Linked DNA regions of Athene noctua: region 2 is linked to region 1. Evidence: chromatin contacts called from public Hi-C data. All regions are on one chromosome and are shown on one strand. Each heading gives the region's core, a stretch centred on a gene start, on an enhancer-like site or on the middle of the called end of the contact. The rest is flanking DNA. Distances are from core to core; before and after follow the strand shown. Region 1 holds the start of LOC141967531 (gallinacin-9). Region 2 holds the start of EFHC1 (EF-hand domain containing 1).

What was found. A called contact is a pair of places that touch in the nucleus more often than the background predicts.
Region 2: a contact with region 1 is called in a Hi-C map of heart, with 5 times the contacts expected there. The contact joins the promoter of EFHC1 here to the promoter of LOC141967531 in region 1.

The regions. Positions count from the first base shown.
Region 1 is chr1:5,297,473-5,305,353 of bAthNoc1.hap1.1, reverse strand. It overlaps LOC141967531 (gallinacin-9), which reads right to left and starts at 4,430. Exons shown (of 3, transcript XM_074921416.1): 1 at 4,312-4,430; 2 at 2,034-2,163; 3 at 501-839. The coding sequence starts at 4,369. The coding sequence ends at 824.
Region 2 is chr1:5,433,150-5,441,030 of bAthNoc1.hap1.1, reverse strand. EFHC1 (EF-hand domain containing 1) reads left to right here and starts at 2,966. Exons shown (of 10, transcript XM_074921505.1): 1 at 2,966-3,079. The coding sequence starts at 3,017.

The DNA of each region.
Region 1 (7,881 bases), core at 3,181-5,680:
GAGATGATCCTGTGAATTCTGTGAATGCAATTCAGGGATGCATCTATACGTGGCAACAGCAGCTGCTGAGACTCCAGGCTGATGGACATGCAAACAGACAGCTTAGTGTAGTAATAAACAGTCTGATTAGTTTAGAATCCAGAGAAGCAAAACTTCGTTATCATGATGCTAGTCTGGACTAAATAGAGGCAGCAGGAGCAGAATGACATGAATATGGTGAGGATGTTTCAAGACCTAAAGATGTTGGCCTTCTGCCACCCTGGGGTTTCTTTCTCTGCGTTGCCATTCCCAGCCCTCCAGGTTGGGATAGCAAAAGCAGCCCTGTAGAGGAGCGGAGGACTGAGCCTGTCTCCTGAACCCCAGCCTGGTGCCCTGGACTGGGATGGCAGAGGGAATGGCCTCTACTGCTTTTTGATTTATCATCATTTATGTTGCCACACAAATCGCCGCAACACAGACACTCTGCAGGACAATTTAACATGACTCAATGACACGTGCACTTAAATTAACTTAATTTAGTTAAATAAACTTCATTTACAGGTTGATTTTTTATAGAAAATAAGAACAGCAATAACCATCCTGACATTCATGAGCAAATATCAGCAATGTGGTTTCACAGTGACTTGCTTTTATTAGAAGCTGCAAATCTCTTTATCAGGGTACAAGAACTCCTCCTCAGATCTTCTTGTGCTTCTAAGGGTCTTCACCCCCATGGGAAAGGCTTCCCAGGCTTTCACTGGGGCTGGGATCCATTGTTGTCAAAGGATGAGAAATGTCTCAGGTGCCCAGAGTTCTTGTCTGCGTGGTCAGGGAGGTGTCAGTTTTAGGAACTGGGTGTCCTGCAAAGAAAATTCAGGTGCTTAGCTAGTCCATCAAACAAGTAAATTATACCTTGCCATCTCAGACTTCTGTAGATATAAGGTAACACATGGGGTTAGAGATTAGCAGAGATCCTTGTGATCTGGGCTGCTGACCTGTGGTTTTGGCCATAAGACGACCCAGATAAAATGGAGGATGTGGATGTCTCCACTCAGTACACACCACAGCTATTTGGCTGCAGCTGCTGATGACCCAGAATACTGCCAGGGTATCTTCTGAGAATAAAACTAGTTTAGGAATAAAGAGCTACACTGGACAAAGTGGTTGCTCTCTCTTTCGTCCATGCCCTCCATGCCCTTTTTCTATGAAAAAGAGTGACAAGGCTTCTCCTTTTTTTTTTTTTTTGCATCTTTCTGCATGGTGTTTCACAGAAACCCAATTAGATTAAATAAAAATGCAAATTTAAAAAAAAAAAACAAACAAAACAACCCAACATGTATGGTATGAAATGTCACCAACTGCAGAACTGGACCATGGCATCTTACAGCATCACTCTGCATGGGATATCTCCTACAAATGCAGATGCTTTTTTGCTGATGCTGATGAAAACATGTTGGAGTGTTCCTACCTAGAGGGTAGAAAATGCCCTGTGGCACTTTGATCTAATATCTGGCACTTGGCGCTAGATTAAGTAACTGAGATGGAAAACTGCACCCTGCTATGAATCCTGACTTATTTAATGGTTGTTCTGTGCTGATAAATTGGGGGTTTTTGGTAGTGTGAAACTCCATGCTGCTGCCTGTGTGGATCGACGGAGGGTCCTCAGAGCTGTCTCAAGTCATTTGCGTCCACTCTGCTTAGCAGAGGCAGAGTTTGAGCATGAGCTAGTTCTGCCCTGGTAGCAGACTCACGCTGGGAGAAGTTATTAGTGCTATATGATAATTCATTAACGATATTAGATGTGCAAACTCCAGGTTCCTCTCTGCTCATCATCAACTTCTCCCTGTGGTTTTTCAGAGAAAGCAGACTGGTGGTTTTGACACCACAAGGCTCTGCCTTTTTTGTTACCAGCCACAAACCCCAGCAATTAGAGGGGTTTTTTGGAGGATGTAGACAGCTGGAGAAGGTGGCCTGTTGTATGCCAAAAGGGGAAAAGCCCAGTAAGTCTATTTCCTCTTGGTGAAGTGGCGTTTCTCTGGAGGAATTCATCTTACCATTTGCAGCATTTCAGCTTCCCACCACGGCAGGTCCCAATGTCAACCAGAGGAGCCGAGCATGGAACAAATGAGCAGGACCCCCGGTTTTGACGGCATGCTAAGGTGTCAGCAGCTTCCTGGCTGTAAGCTGCGAAAAAACCCAAGGGAAAATTCGTGTTTATTTGTCAAGGCAGAGCACTGGAGAGTTGTGGCATTAGATTTATCTGGCATGGTTTTTGGTTTCCTGCCACCTGATTGGTGACTGGGGTAACCTGATCACATCTTCTTAAGGCCTTTACATCCCTATGAAATACAAACTAACCAGAAGAGCAAGCTGTAATGCTAGCATCTCTCCATTACAGCCTGGAGAAACAGTCTACCTGATTCATAGTGACCCGAAGATAACAGTCTGCTTCCCTAGCATCTCTCCTGGAGACATGTGCTTGTCATTCCAGTGACACACAGAAATACTGTGTTATATGAAAAAGCCATAGGAAACACAGAAAAAATGCATTTTTAATATTAATCTCACATTACTCTCAGAAAAAAAAAAAAAAGTGATGATATTCAAATAAAAATGTTCTGATTTTCTTCAAATTTTCCATTCAAGTTTCAGCAAATGTAAAGCGTATTTACGACTCATAATCTTTATCTCGTACTTTAAATAGCTTCTTCACAGGAAGCACTGAGCGTTGTGAGTGTGAGCAGTGTGCTCACGGGAAACCTGCGCACTGTGTTACCGTGTAAAATACGGTATGGCTAATATAGATGGCATAAAACTTCAGAAAAGATAAACCTTCATCACAGCCAAACCAATGGGACTAGCATTTTCCCAATTAAAATGTTTTGTACACTTAAATATACACCATAAAATAAAGTCAGTGACTGCTGTCACTAGTACTGTATATTGTTTAGCTAGATGCTATGATGATTTTAGCGTGCCAGTATGCTCAGAACTGAAGGGCCAAATGTTCGGGTGGTGGCAAAGACTGCAGCTCCCTCATCATCATCACGGGATCCGCCTGGGCTTATCCCAGGTAAAAGTCTGGCCCCAAGTTCAGGTTCAGAGTATTTCCAAGCTAAACATTATTTATTTCCACTGAGATGCTCAGCTTCCGATTCAAATTGTGTTATTTTTGTATGATTTAAGTGGATCTCTTATATCACCTGTACATCTGTGCACTTAAAAGGCAGAAGAGCCCTCATCAGCTGCCCCAACTTCTTGCTAAGCACAAACGCAATCATCTCACCCAGTACTTTCTGTGCCTGTCTCAATCCACACCTGTCATCAAACTGGACTCTCTCCTTAACTTGAAAGGTGTGCAAGCTTTATTCTATATTAGATCTACCACATTTCAACAAATTTCTCCTAGTGGTTCTCAAGTCTTTTCCCTTAATCACATATTATTCCAGGATTGTACGTTGCTAATTTCACTCAGCTGATTTTAAAGACATCATTAGACCTTTTTTTCCCTTGTCTCCTAAATTAAAAAGCCCTGTAATATTATGGGTCTTCTCTGTATGTAAGTCTTTATGGAAAGATATAAGGTAACTTGTCTTTTCACAGAGACTCACAGTTTGTTTTGAAATAGAGAATACTTTTCACGACTCATAAAATAGGAAATGTCCAAGAAAACAATCCAGAAGCCTGTAGTACAGGCTTTATCTAAAGCTCCTCACAAGTCCCTGATTTTGACTAAGAGGTTCTACATTTCTTCTTTGAGTAGACGTTTGCTGGTTTAGCAAAATAGGTACAAATTTGAGTCTACTGCAAAGCAAAGCAAGGATGGAGACAGCTTAAACTTCTCTGAAGTCCCCCAAACACCCTGGAATGATGCATGTGCTCTAAACTCACTTAATGCACATGGACAATAGACACTTCAGGCAAAAAACCCAGTCACAACTCCTTTTTTTTTTTTTCCAAAAACATAGGTGTTTTCCTCTAGAATACCCAGTCAGGAGGTGTAGGTGCAAACGTGACAAGAGAAAGCTCTCCCATTGCAGAGTTGCATCTTAATTATGAGCCTAAGAATTACCTCAGGAATACACAGGAGCATTTTTTTTCCCATCACGTCACCATGTGACTGGAACACAAGATGCTAGAAAGAGAAGCATCAGGAAGCCTATCAAGGACCTCAACTCAATAGCTTTAAGATTAAGACTATGACTAAGGAAGGGGGCTTCTAATATGGAAGTCATGGAGTCCAAGAGCACAGAGGGAATCTGAACCTCAGCACCGGTCTCTAACAGACTTCTCTGCACATGCACCCTTCACCTCCTCTGTTTTCAATCTTACCTGGAGCAGCCTGGAAGAGGAAGAAGAGAACAGCAACGAGAAAGAAAAGGATTCTCATGACTGCCAGCTGGTAGTAAGATAGCCTTTGCAGGTGTGAAGATACTTGAAGACAGACAGAAGCTGATGATCAAGGCAGAAGATGGTTCGTCCCTCTGCTTATAAAGGCTCTGGGAGAGAGAGAACCAGGGGGGCGGAGAAGTGGTGAGTTCATTGCCCTGTTACTATAGAGAGTGGTGATGTGTGAGGATGTTGCAACGTAACCCATTTGAAGATGCCTGACCTGAGCGGTGACCAAATCACACTGTGCTTGCATGCCCTGTGCCAGCTGGTGGGCTGCACCCGGGGAGGACACAGGATTGGAGGAGGAGGGAGGTGGGTTCCTGTGATCTGCAGTACTGTAAATGATGAGGATCTGCTGATGCTTCATGGCTCTTGGCCATGGTCTTGTGACAGTCTATCCTCCCCCCAGGCATGGTGAGCATAGCAAAAGCCTGCAAGGTTGCACGAAACAAGGAGGCAACAGACCCTCCTCCTTGAATGCAGCAAAGGATCAGAGTTTCAGACCTTGCTTGGATCAGAGTTGCAGGGCTGCAACTGAAGAAGGCAGGGCAGGAGTGAAAGGGTTGCAGATATTACCCCTCCTGGCTATGAAATCAGCGGATATTATAATAGCTCCAGTCTCCCAATTGTTCTCCACGGTTACTCTCTGCATCTTATATTTGTGACTTTAGGCATGGATTTGTTCCAAACCTTGAAGAAGCAGCCATTAGACAGCAAGGAGTGAAAGGGACACCACTGTGCGTGGTGCCACGCTGTCACAGGACTTAGCATCCCAGTTCCTTTTCAGCAGTCACCTAAGCTCTGTCCTGAAAACAGTGAGGTCATGTTACTTGCTGCTGTTACAGGCACTGCACTCCCATACCCTACTCTGCTGTTTTGAACCTTCTTCCAAAGTCTAGCCTTTGTGGAGAGTCTAAACCTACTCATTCTTTGCCCAAAATGATGTGGGTTTAACATTTTCCCTTGCAGCTAGTCACCTTCCTGATGAAAAGACTCACATCTCTCTCTCTGATTTTATACATTCCACATAACAAGCCTACTTTCATGTGGTGTTTCCACACCTCTTATCTCCAGGTAACCTTTCTCTGTATGTGAAAAAAAAAAACAAAACTGATTTTTTTTTTTTTAATGCATGTGTAGGACTTGCCATATATAAGATGGACCAGAGGAAGTGTCACCAGAGCTTTGTACAGCAGTTAGTACTTGTGCTTGTCTCCAAGAAGTGCCACTCCTGAGACATATGTGTCTTGGCAAACACAAGTGCAGGTGATTTTTTTTTTTCAGAGAATCAGTATAAGCCAAGAATCATTAATGAAATCAAGTCATGAGAGTGCTTAATTTTTTACTGCTTCAGTGAGAGCAGCAAACTGAAGCGATGGAGAGTAACAGCAGGAGGTGAGCTATGTCTGCACACAGAGGGCAGAGAGGTCTGTGGTAAACTGGCTGCTACAAATTGGGTCTAGGGCATGAAACGGGTGCCTCAGTTTGGGAAAAAAAAAACCCGCAACATATTAGCTTGCTATGTCAGGACTGGGATTTTAGAAACAAGCAAAAATCTTCTTTACAGTGGAGGGCAGATGAGGAGGTTGAGGAGGAGCAAGAGGATGCAGGTGGCAAAGTGGGCAAATTCCCCTCCATGGTTCATGAACATTTGTCCCTGCTCAACAGGTTGTGGAGGACAGATAGAAGTGGCAGCATTGCCGTGGCCCCTGAGGTCCAAGGGCAGGAGGGGAAGCCTCATGTCTGTCTGTCTCACGTGATGGGCACAACCCCCAGAAGATGCCTGGGGGTGTCATGCCCACAGCTCCCTCTCTTTGCACCTCCCAGGCTGCCAGTGGTGGGTTGCTGTGATGAAGTTCTTAGGGAAGGTGATGTAAAAATGGAGCTTCAGTCCTTTTCCAGGGAGCCACGAGAACTGGGGTGAGCAGTGGTGGTCTAAGGAAAAGCCATGCGTTTTTGCACACGTTGTTGAGACACAGGTTCTTAAATGGCCTCTTGCCTTGATAGTTGGTGTCTTCACCAACCTCATCTGTGGGGATGAGGGTACAGGAGGTGAAATCATTTGCACCTCGTTGTGTTGTGTACTGTGTTGCCACCTTCTTTTGCTTCAGGCAAAGGATGAGGAAGGAATCCTCCTTCATCTGTCCTCTATTTTCCCCCTGAACATGGGAAATGAAGTTTTGAGGAGCCAATCTTTTATATTAAAACACTCTGTGTCCGTGTGTGCGCGCTGAAATTTTATTTGAAGCAAACCATAGGGAATATTGACCAGCTGTCTGATTTCTGATCTGTGAGCTAGAACATAGATGCAACCCCACAACCTAAACCTCTCCGTGCACCCGCTCAATGTTTCAGACAGGCACCTCATCCACACGCACCCTCAGTTTCTTTTCTGAAAACAGAGCATGGCCAAAAAGAGGGAAAGAAAGGGACAGGCCATGATCTTAAAACATGGCGAGCCATAAGAAAACCATCAAGAGGGAGATGATTGAAAAAATAACAGGAGTTAATGGAGAAGGAAAATGTGCTTGTCTGCTCCTTGCATAATTCTCCTCCTGCCTGTCCCAGGTGGCGCGAGGGGCAGGGATGTTTGTTTTGGGGAGCGAGGCTGCTGAGCAAACCCTGCTGGGGTCAGCCCCCACTGTCACACGTTGTTCAATGCTCTTTGGAACCAAACAACGTCGGGGAGAGAGAAGGAACGAGGGAATGGCTCCATCCTCCTCACCTCCCTCCCCCAGCTCCAGCTGGAGAGTGGAAGCAATACTTGTGCCAGGTTCAGGCTCCCTCCATGGAAAGGTAAATGCACCTGGAGCAAAATCTGCCCCCTTGAAGACTGACACTGGGGAAAGGGAGCCCGAGCAAGGTGTCCCGCTTCTTCCTTCTCCTTGAGCACCAGGAGAAGATGCTGGCAAACAGTCACCAGCATGCAGAGAAAGCAGAAGGTCTGTTACAGATGGGAAGCTGCTGATCCCAAGGTGTCTGTTAGAGTTAATATTTGACCTGGTCTCAAAGGACTGAGTGGGGGATTTTGTATGGGACCTGTCCCTGTGAAGAAACGCAATTCACCATCCAGAAAGAGTAAATTCACCTCTCTGGCTCACTGTTCTTCAGGGGGGTTGTTAGTTTGTTGTTTGCCTTTTCAGCTTGAGAAATTGCCACTTGTGCTCTGTTTTCTGGGCTGCAGGGCAAGGAGTGCAAATGTCTTTGGACCTGAAGAAGAGTCCCTGCTTTGAATTACAACTGACAGACAACCAATCTGCCAGGACAGAAGGGGAGAATGAATTTAGTGGAAATCTCCTATGGTCTAGGAGTTAAAAAACAGGTGGCAGCAAGCAGTGTTGTTAAGTTCCCCGGTCCCAAAGTTAAGTACAAGAAAAAAAATGATGGTGGGAGGCACAGATGTTTGCAGACGCGGTGAAGATGGCTGTGGGTGGCAGGTACACAAAGTTCGTTACCCTTGAGGGAGCACTGGATAGAGACTGCTCATGCATGAAACTAGATTTCAGTGCA
Region 2 (7,881 bases), core at 1,717-4,216, 140 kb before region 1:
TAACTTTTTTAACCGGGAACAAAAATAGAGGCTTGTGGTATGCTGAGAAGAAACTACTTGGTGATACTGTTTTAGGGAACATATTTACATGCCCGTCGGTATCCGATATTACACACACATCCTTGATGCGTGAAAAGCTGGAGATGGTTATAAGAGGGAACTGGCCTATCCAAAGCACGGGAAGCTAAATGCAAAAAGTAAAAGCTTCCAAGTCAGAAGAATGAGGCATTTTGTTTCGGTCGTTTCGCATGTCACCAGCCACAGAGGAGAGAATGTGAGAGAAGGTAAAAATTTTTACTTCAAGCACCAGATATTGCAGCCTCAGAAGATGTTCTTTTACCCAGTGGCAATCTTTATCTGGCCTTTATCCTTGCAGCTCTCTGATAACATGGGCTAAGAGGCAGAGTATTAGCAAACAGCTCTGAGATGTTCCCTTCTTTGTTCTGTTAAGCAGCTGTTGAAGACAGTGTCAGGGACAGGGTCAGGGGAAGAACACTTCCCAGTGCTGTCTGCTGCTCCTGTTGACTTCAGAGAGAAAAGTGGAGCCTTAACAGCCCTGGAAAAAAAAAAAAAAAAAAAAAAAAAAAGAACTGAACATGCCCGAAGTTTAAGGCATTAAGCTACCTGCTGTGTCTTAAATTCTGCAGCTGTTCCTAGTGATGGCTTATCCTTCATCCTATAGTTCTTTGGTTTGTTCTGGCTGAAGGTAAAACCTACTCTCAATCCAAAACAGTTCCTCTAGCTATGAAGTGATAAGCACTAAACTTGCTCCTTATCAGTATCCTTTCTAGCATACCTGTATCAAATATTTGGCCCTTGAGAGCCAATAGATGGGGTGGAAGAAAGGAAAAAATCCAAGCTGGTATTGCTTCATCAGGGTGTCTGTTAGTCAGCAGAACAAACGCTGGATGCGATGACCAAGCAGCGTAGAAAGTGCTGTTGGAGAGCGGTCTGATCTCAATTCCTGAATATTTCACAAATGTGTGGATACTCAGGTGGCAAATTTCAGCCTACAGCCAACAAGCCTTCTGAGTGTTAAGAGACCCACTAGTGATCCTTCGATCCCTCAGACTACAGATGGGGTGTATTAAACACCATCCACTCTCCTTGCATGGGAATACACCGGTCAGACATTTTTATTGGCGTGTATTACAGCAGCATACATACACGTAATAGCACAGGTTTTCCTCTACATTACATAAGCTTTAAACAAATGAGAGATAGGAAATCTTGATAACGACTTCCTTTTCCCTTTTACAAGTAGACAGTAGGAATGTAGGAGGCTAAAGAGGCTTGTCTTAGCCTGGGCAAGTCAGACTTGCCTGTACAGAAGTTGATGTCAAAGGTGATGCTGAATCCAGATGTTCTGAGTTCCACTTTAATTCCTTATTTCCCATTTCCCCCACTATCCTGGTTTATGATCGCTATTCCTAAGAGAGTCCCAGCTTCTGTTATGACTTTCCTTAATCTTCCCCTCTTCATTCCCAACTCCCTTAAAACACCCAGGAGGAATGCACTGGGACCACAGTCTTCTGATCCTGTCCCTGCTCACATTCAGAGCTTAAGATTCTACTTCATGACCCTGGATAAATCCCCTGGCCTTACTTCCCCACTCATACAAAAAGTGAGACAGCAGCACTCCTTTCCCGTGGCAAGCAGTGCACAGGGACACTCTGCCACACGGCCTTGTTAAAAAGTTGCTGTCACTCTCCTAGAGGATGACCCATGGCCCACAGAGATAAGTTTCCTTCGCTGAGGAAGGCCCTGGTTCTTGCTAAGTTCAGGAAACCCGCTAATCAGTGCTTGGATATCACAGCAGAAGAAATCAGAGAGAGCACTTCGGTGCCAGCACCTGCATCTGAGTCAGCAGTCACATTAGCAGCTTGCTGTCTTTTAGATCCAGCCTTTTAGCCCTGCTTGGCCTTCAATCTATTATTTTCCTTTCTAAGCTCATCAGACTCATTCTTTTATCTCCCACTGGCTGGCTTTCTTCTCTCTCCCACACCATGCTTAGACAGACAGTCTGGCTGCATTTCTCTCTGCTTGACTTCTATTTACAAAATTCTCAGATCCCGCTGCCTGCCCTTGAATCGCAGCCTGGCCTGTCTTGTGTACTGTTGATAAAGAGACCAAAGGAAAGGCACACAAAAACCTCTTCTCTCCGGCGCTTAACTTGAATCTCTCTTCTCTCATACATTTGGGAGTGACTTGCACAACCACCTTTTCCTAGATGTCCCCCCTACTGCTTCTTTTTGCTGCTTCCTTCAGGAACAGGTGAGAAATGCTTGAAAGAAAGGAACCGTGTCAGTGCTACATATTACAAAATGCACTATTTCACAGCTAATATACATACAATATATGCAATAAGCCAGCACAATCACTTTTCCTGTTAAAATGTTTTGAGCGCTCCTGATACACCTTCGGCCCTCTACAGCTCTTCTTCCCCCTAAGCAAAGCACAGGGCTGGGATATCTCCCAAAAAGCAGCCTGGCTGTCAGAAATCCGTTTTGGAGGCCAAAATTTTTTAATAGCAAGGACATAGCCCAGCTGTGCCAAGAGGGTGAGGGTCTGACTGAGCCAATACTGAGTTTACACTGCGAGATGCTGAAAGGCCCCGGCTGGCTGTGAGGGGGAGGAGGAACATGGCGGCGGCCTGCGTTGGAGTAGGCCGAACCGCACTCAAACCCGTAAGAAAACGGGATTAACGCTTTCCACAGCTCCCGAAACTGATTCTTTTCCCCATTACGGGGCCGAGGCCGCCCTGAACCCCCTTTCCAGCGTGCCGGGGGGGCCCCTCCGGCCCCGGCCCCGCGGCTCGGGCCGGCTCCCGCGGCCGCGTTCCCGCCCTCCCGTTGCCACGGCAACGCCTCCCCGTCGCTCACTGCGCAGGCGCGGGAGCCCGCCCGCCTCAGTGCGCATGCGCGTCCCCCTCCCGGCGAGCCTGCGCACTGGGCGGGCCGGCGGTTGCCATGGAGACAGCGTCACCGGAGCCGGGGGAGGGAGCGGCTGCGCCGCCATGAGCCTGGGGCGGGAGCCGGGCCTGCCCTTCCTCCCGGGCTGCGCCTTCAGGGACGCCATGGTGAGCGCCGCCGTCCGGTGAACCCTGCCTCCCGGGGATCCCCCGCCCCCCTTCCCCCGGGCCACCCCCAAGCCCGGTCTGTCCCGGCCTGGCGGGGCCCAGAGAAGCCTCCCTGAGGTCCAGGCCTCTACCCCCACCCCTGCTCCAGGGACTCGTCAGTGACTTGTACCCTGTCTGGCTCTGCCGGGGGACCTGGTAGCCACTGAAGACACCCCCTGGGAACCTGGTGCTCCCTCAGATCCTCCTCTAACTCCTCAGGAGACCTGTTGCTCCTAAACTCACCTAATATTCCCTCACAGGGACATATTACACCCTAAACCACCCCAAGGGAACCACTTGTTCCCTCAGACCACTCCCTCATTCCTTCGTGAAGCCTGGTACCTCCCGAATTCACCTAATATCCCTGAGGGGACTTGGTGTCTTGTGAACCCATGTCCTGGGAACCTGGTACCCCTCAAACTCACCAGACACCCTTCAGGGGACCTGGTACCCTATGAAATGATCCCCAAGGGACCTGGTGCCCTGTAAATTCATCTGATGCTCCCCAGCAGACCTAGCACCCACTGACCTCTCCCCCAGGGGACTTGGTATTTCCCAAAGCCAACAAATATCTGCTGAACTCGCTTCTGGGAGACTTGAGCTCTCTGAACCCACCTGGTATCCCTTGACCCCACCCACAGCTGACATGGTTCTCCCTAAATTCTCCCAATGTCACTGAAAGCCTGTTACCAGGGCACCAGCTATCCCTGAGCCCACCCTCCAGGGAACTTGGTACTCTTAAGCTTGTCCCCAGGGAACCCATTGCATCTTGCACCCATCTGATAACCCCAAAATTGTCCTGATACCTTTGGAGAGGTAGGTTCTCCCAGCCTCATTTGAGACCCCAAAAACTTTATAACTGCAGAACTACTATCTGCAAACTCACCCCATGGGCATCCAGCACCCCTGAATCCATCCGATAGTTCCCCTGCCAGTTCATGTGATACCCCAAGGGAAGGATTATCCCCAAACTCACTTTACAGCCTTGAAACCTGATTCCCCCAGGAAAAACTACTATTTCTCTGAACTATCTCAGTTTTCCCAAAGGGATGTGTTCTGAACCTACTGCTCATTCTCATAATGCTCTGAACCAGGACCCATAAACTCACCTTACAGCCCCTCAACTGATTTGCTATACTCAGGAGAACCAACACTGTCCAAACCTCAAGCAGTCCTCCACCAGGAATTAATCCCCCACACCATCCCAGTACAGTTATGTCCTGGACCCACCCACCACCCTCAGAGGGACAGATACACCCCAAAGTCACCAGTCTCCCAGGCAATCAACACCCTCCTGGTACCCCCTTCTTCAAAGCTCTGATACTTCCACAAATGCTCACCCAGTATTGCCTGGAGAAAAGAATCCTTGATAGTCCACAGGGAACTAACAGTCTGGAGTGTGAGAACCTGATAATCTTCAGAGAAGTGGTATCTCTCCACAGAACTGATACCACCACAGCCTCCAGGCCCATCCCAAGGAAGTGAGACCCTCTCAGCTGCTGCCAGGTTCCTTGGAAGAAGTAGTTTCATCCTCATCCTCTTCACTTGAATTGACACCTAAATGAGGAAGCAACCTCTCCTTTTCCCCATTCCCAATGGCCCACGCACTAAGGATCTGCTAACCCCAAATCCTCCCAACATCCTCTTGAGGAAGCGGTACCACGGATGAGAAGTGATACTGAGTTCCTTCCAGTATTGTTTCAGGGCAGCTGACTGCTCTGACCTTCCTTCTCCCTGGGGAACTAATTGAATCTTGACACCATTGCTCAACTTCAGCTCAATGGTACGAATGTCAGTTTGAGAAACCGATATCCTGACTGTTTCCCGCAGAAGCAATGCTCCCAGACTTTTGTAGGGAATATTGTATATTGTTCCTACGCATTAAGCTCCTGACAGTTTTTGGGAGCTTAATATCCTTAAGAACAGGCTCCTCCATTTCCATAAGGCTCCCTATTCTGAGTGAGGCCACTTCTTCTCTCACAATACATCCAAGTTGTCTGGTCATCAGGAGAACAGGACCCCAGTATGCTCTGGTATTCCAGAATAAGGAACCTCATGTACTTTTATGTTAATGTTTGTTATGGAACATGCTGTACTGAAAAAAAAAAAGACTTATCTTGGGACAGTACTCCTTGTCCTTGATATTCCTACTGAAAACTGACACCTCCAGAATAAGCACTTCCATGTCTTCCTGATACATTCCCTAGACTGTGCTCTACAGAAGAGAGAACCTCCTAACCAACCTAGTATATCTTTAGGTGAATCCTCAGGTGATGGTGAGCCCCACTGCGGGTCAGCCAGTCTGTTCTTCCCATGTCCCTCACAGAGCCTCTTTACTTCACGGGACGCAGACCTCATGCCCATTGATCTTCCAATGGGAATGCTAATTATCCCAAAGGAAGAAAGCTTCCCTTCCATCTCCTGCCAGCACAATGCTCCTGATAATTCTAGAGGACACCACGGTATTTTCGAGGGATCCTTGAAACAGAAATTTTTATAACTCTTGATTGTGCCTCAGATGGAGTGGGGAGGAACCTCTAAAGGATCTTAACAACACTGAAGGGATCGAGTGCTCCTGTAGGAAGTTGTCCTATGTTCCTTAGACCAGTGGTGGTACTGTCACTACTATCTGTTTGATAGATGTGCTCTTGACATGATGTGCTCTTGAGAAGGACTGTGTCATGATGGGCTTTGGTAAACCCAATCCAGATCATTCTGGATGCTTTTGTGGGAACCTATTTTTCTCTGTTTTCCTAAACAGGACCCTCTCCTTTATTCTGCTTATGTGTGGATTGGGGCTACCCAAGGATAAATTGCCACTGTACCAGTCTTAATGGTGCCTTCCAATGTGAACAAACTATTTGCTAAATTAGTGACGACTGAGTTCTTCAATAATAAGTGGAGTCATTTACTCATAACGAATCCTTTCAATCATGCAGTAATAAAGACTATCTCAGAATTATTCTCAGCTTAATAATATTATTTCCTCAATATAATTTATAACGTCTTAGAAATCTACAATGCAGATTTCTGCCCCAGCAAAATATTATTTCCTCTATCGGTATAATCCTGCCTGCTTTAGTCATGTGACTGCTTCCACTGACCTCAGCAGCGCTATGTGTATGTAAGAAACACCCACAGGACTTAGCAGAGCAGATCATTATTTTAGAGTAACTTGAAGTATTGAACTATTGGTAATGTTTTAAGGAGATCTGGACTCCAGATGTGGCTTTGCACTGTTCCTCAGGGTGAGCCCTAGTGAGTGCTATCAACTCACTTTGCCTCAATTTTCCAGTCTCTAAAGTGGGCATCCCCACTTTATGAGTGCTGAGAAGTACTGAAGAAAACCTCTGTGTTCAAAGAAAATAATATTATTGCTTAGTTCTCATGGGACAGAGGAACGGGCACTGGGAGGGGGAATGGCATTTGTAGGAAGGATTATAGACTCAGTAAAAGGACTTCATTCAGTGGAATTCCTTCAGATACGGGCTGGCAGCAACTGAGATTAGGAGTTTACATTCTGGGTTTTCCCTTTTAAATTTACTTTAGTCACTTGATACTGTGAGATGTTATCTGGCATCCATGCTCACTTGGGAGAGCCTGTCGACTCTGGGACGTGAATTTGAGAGGTGTTTTCTTTAGGCAACTGTGGGCCCTTACAAGCCTGTGCGCTTCTCAAACACTGATATTGCCCAAATTAAAGACAAATTTCCTGATTTTCCCTGAATATTTTCCCCACAGCTTTCTCTTGGTATTTATTTAACAGAAGAAAATGGCAGTTCTGTGGCAGGCCTAATGTTTGTAAGATGTTCTGTTAACATTTCTTCAGTAGACTCTTGTTTTTACCTGAACCTGTTTTCCTGACTGCTCTGTCCACAGCAAGTTCCATAGAACCAGTTTAAAGAGAAAACAGGCGACTATGTGAAATTCAAGTGGGGCCTTGAAGGTATAAATAAGATTAGAGGTTTACCCATGAGGAGTGAGGGAGGGGGTGGAGAAGAAGTGGTTCACATGCCTGAGGTTGGACTGATTGCAAGTCTGGGTCTGGAAAAGGAGCTGAAGTTTGTTCCGTCAATGCTGGAAATGCATACATTTCCATTTTACTTGGCAAAAGTTAAGGTAAAGTCAGGGGGTTTATTATCAGGGACTCACAATTTCTTCTGCTTTCTTTGGAGCATTAAGTGGTGACAGCCCAGTGGGACCAGCCAGGCATGTGTTATTTCAAATGCTTTCAGGATTGCAGGTGAGGTACCAGGTGTGGTGGACTGTACAGCAAGCCAAGGAGCCTGGTGTCACTCAGGTCTGATCCTAATCATCACTAGTGAAGAACAGGACTGGACTGACAGAGATCAAGCCCTATTCACAGCTCTGACATTTTTTTGTTACGTGTCTTAAGCAAGACAGGGACCTTCCTGTGCCATCTGGATAATTATTTAGCTTGAAGAAGGGCTCAGTAACTGGCATGAGACAGGTGAAAGGCCCTGAGAAGCTCAAAACCAAGATTAAACCAATAAAGCAAGAAATTGAAGGTGAATCCTACAGCCAACATTATACAGTGCTCACAAAGATAGAATTCATCTCGTCTTACACTGTGGTTGTGGTTATTTCATGTGTGACCCTTGCATGGGCTGTGGAGAGGGATGGTGAAACAGCTGATGTGCTTTGCTACGTTTCATAATTGCAGCTCTATGAGCTTGATTTAGCCCAGCGAAGAAAATCCTGTGAATATCATCCCCAGGAGAGAGTTAACAAAACAGATAATG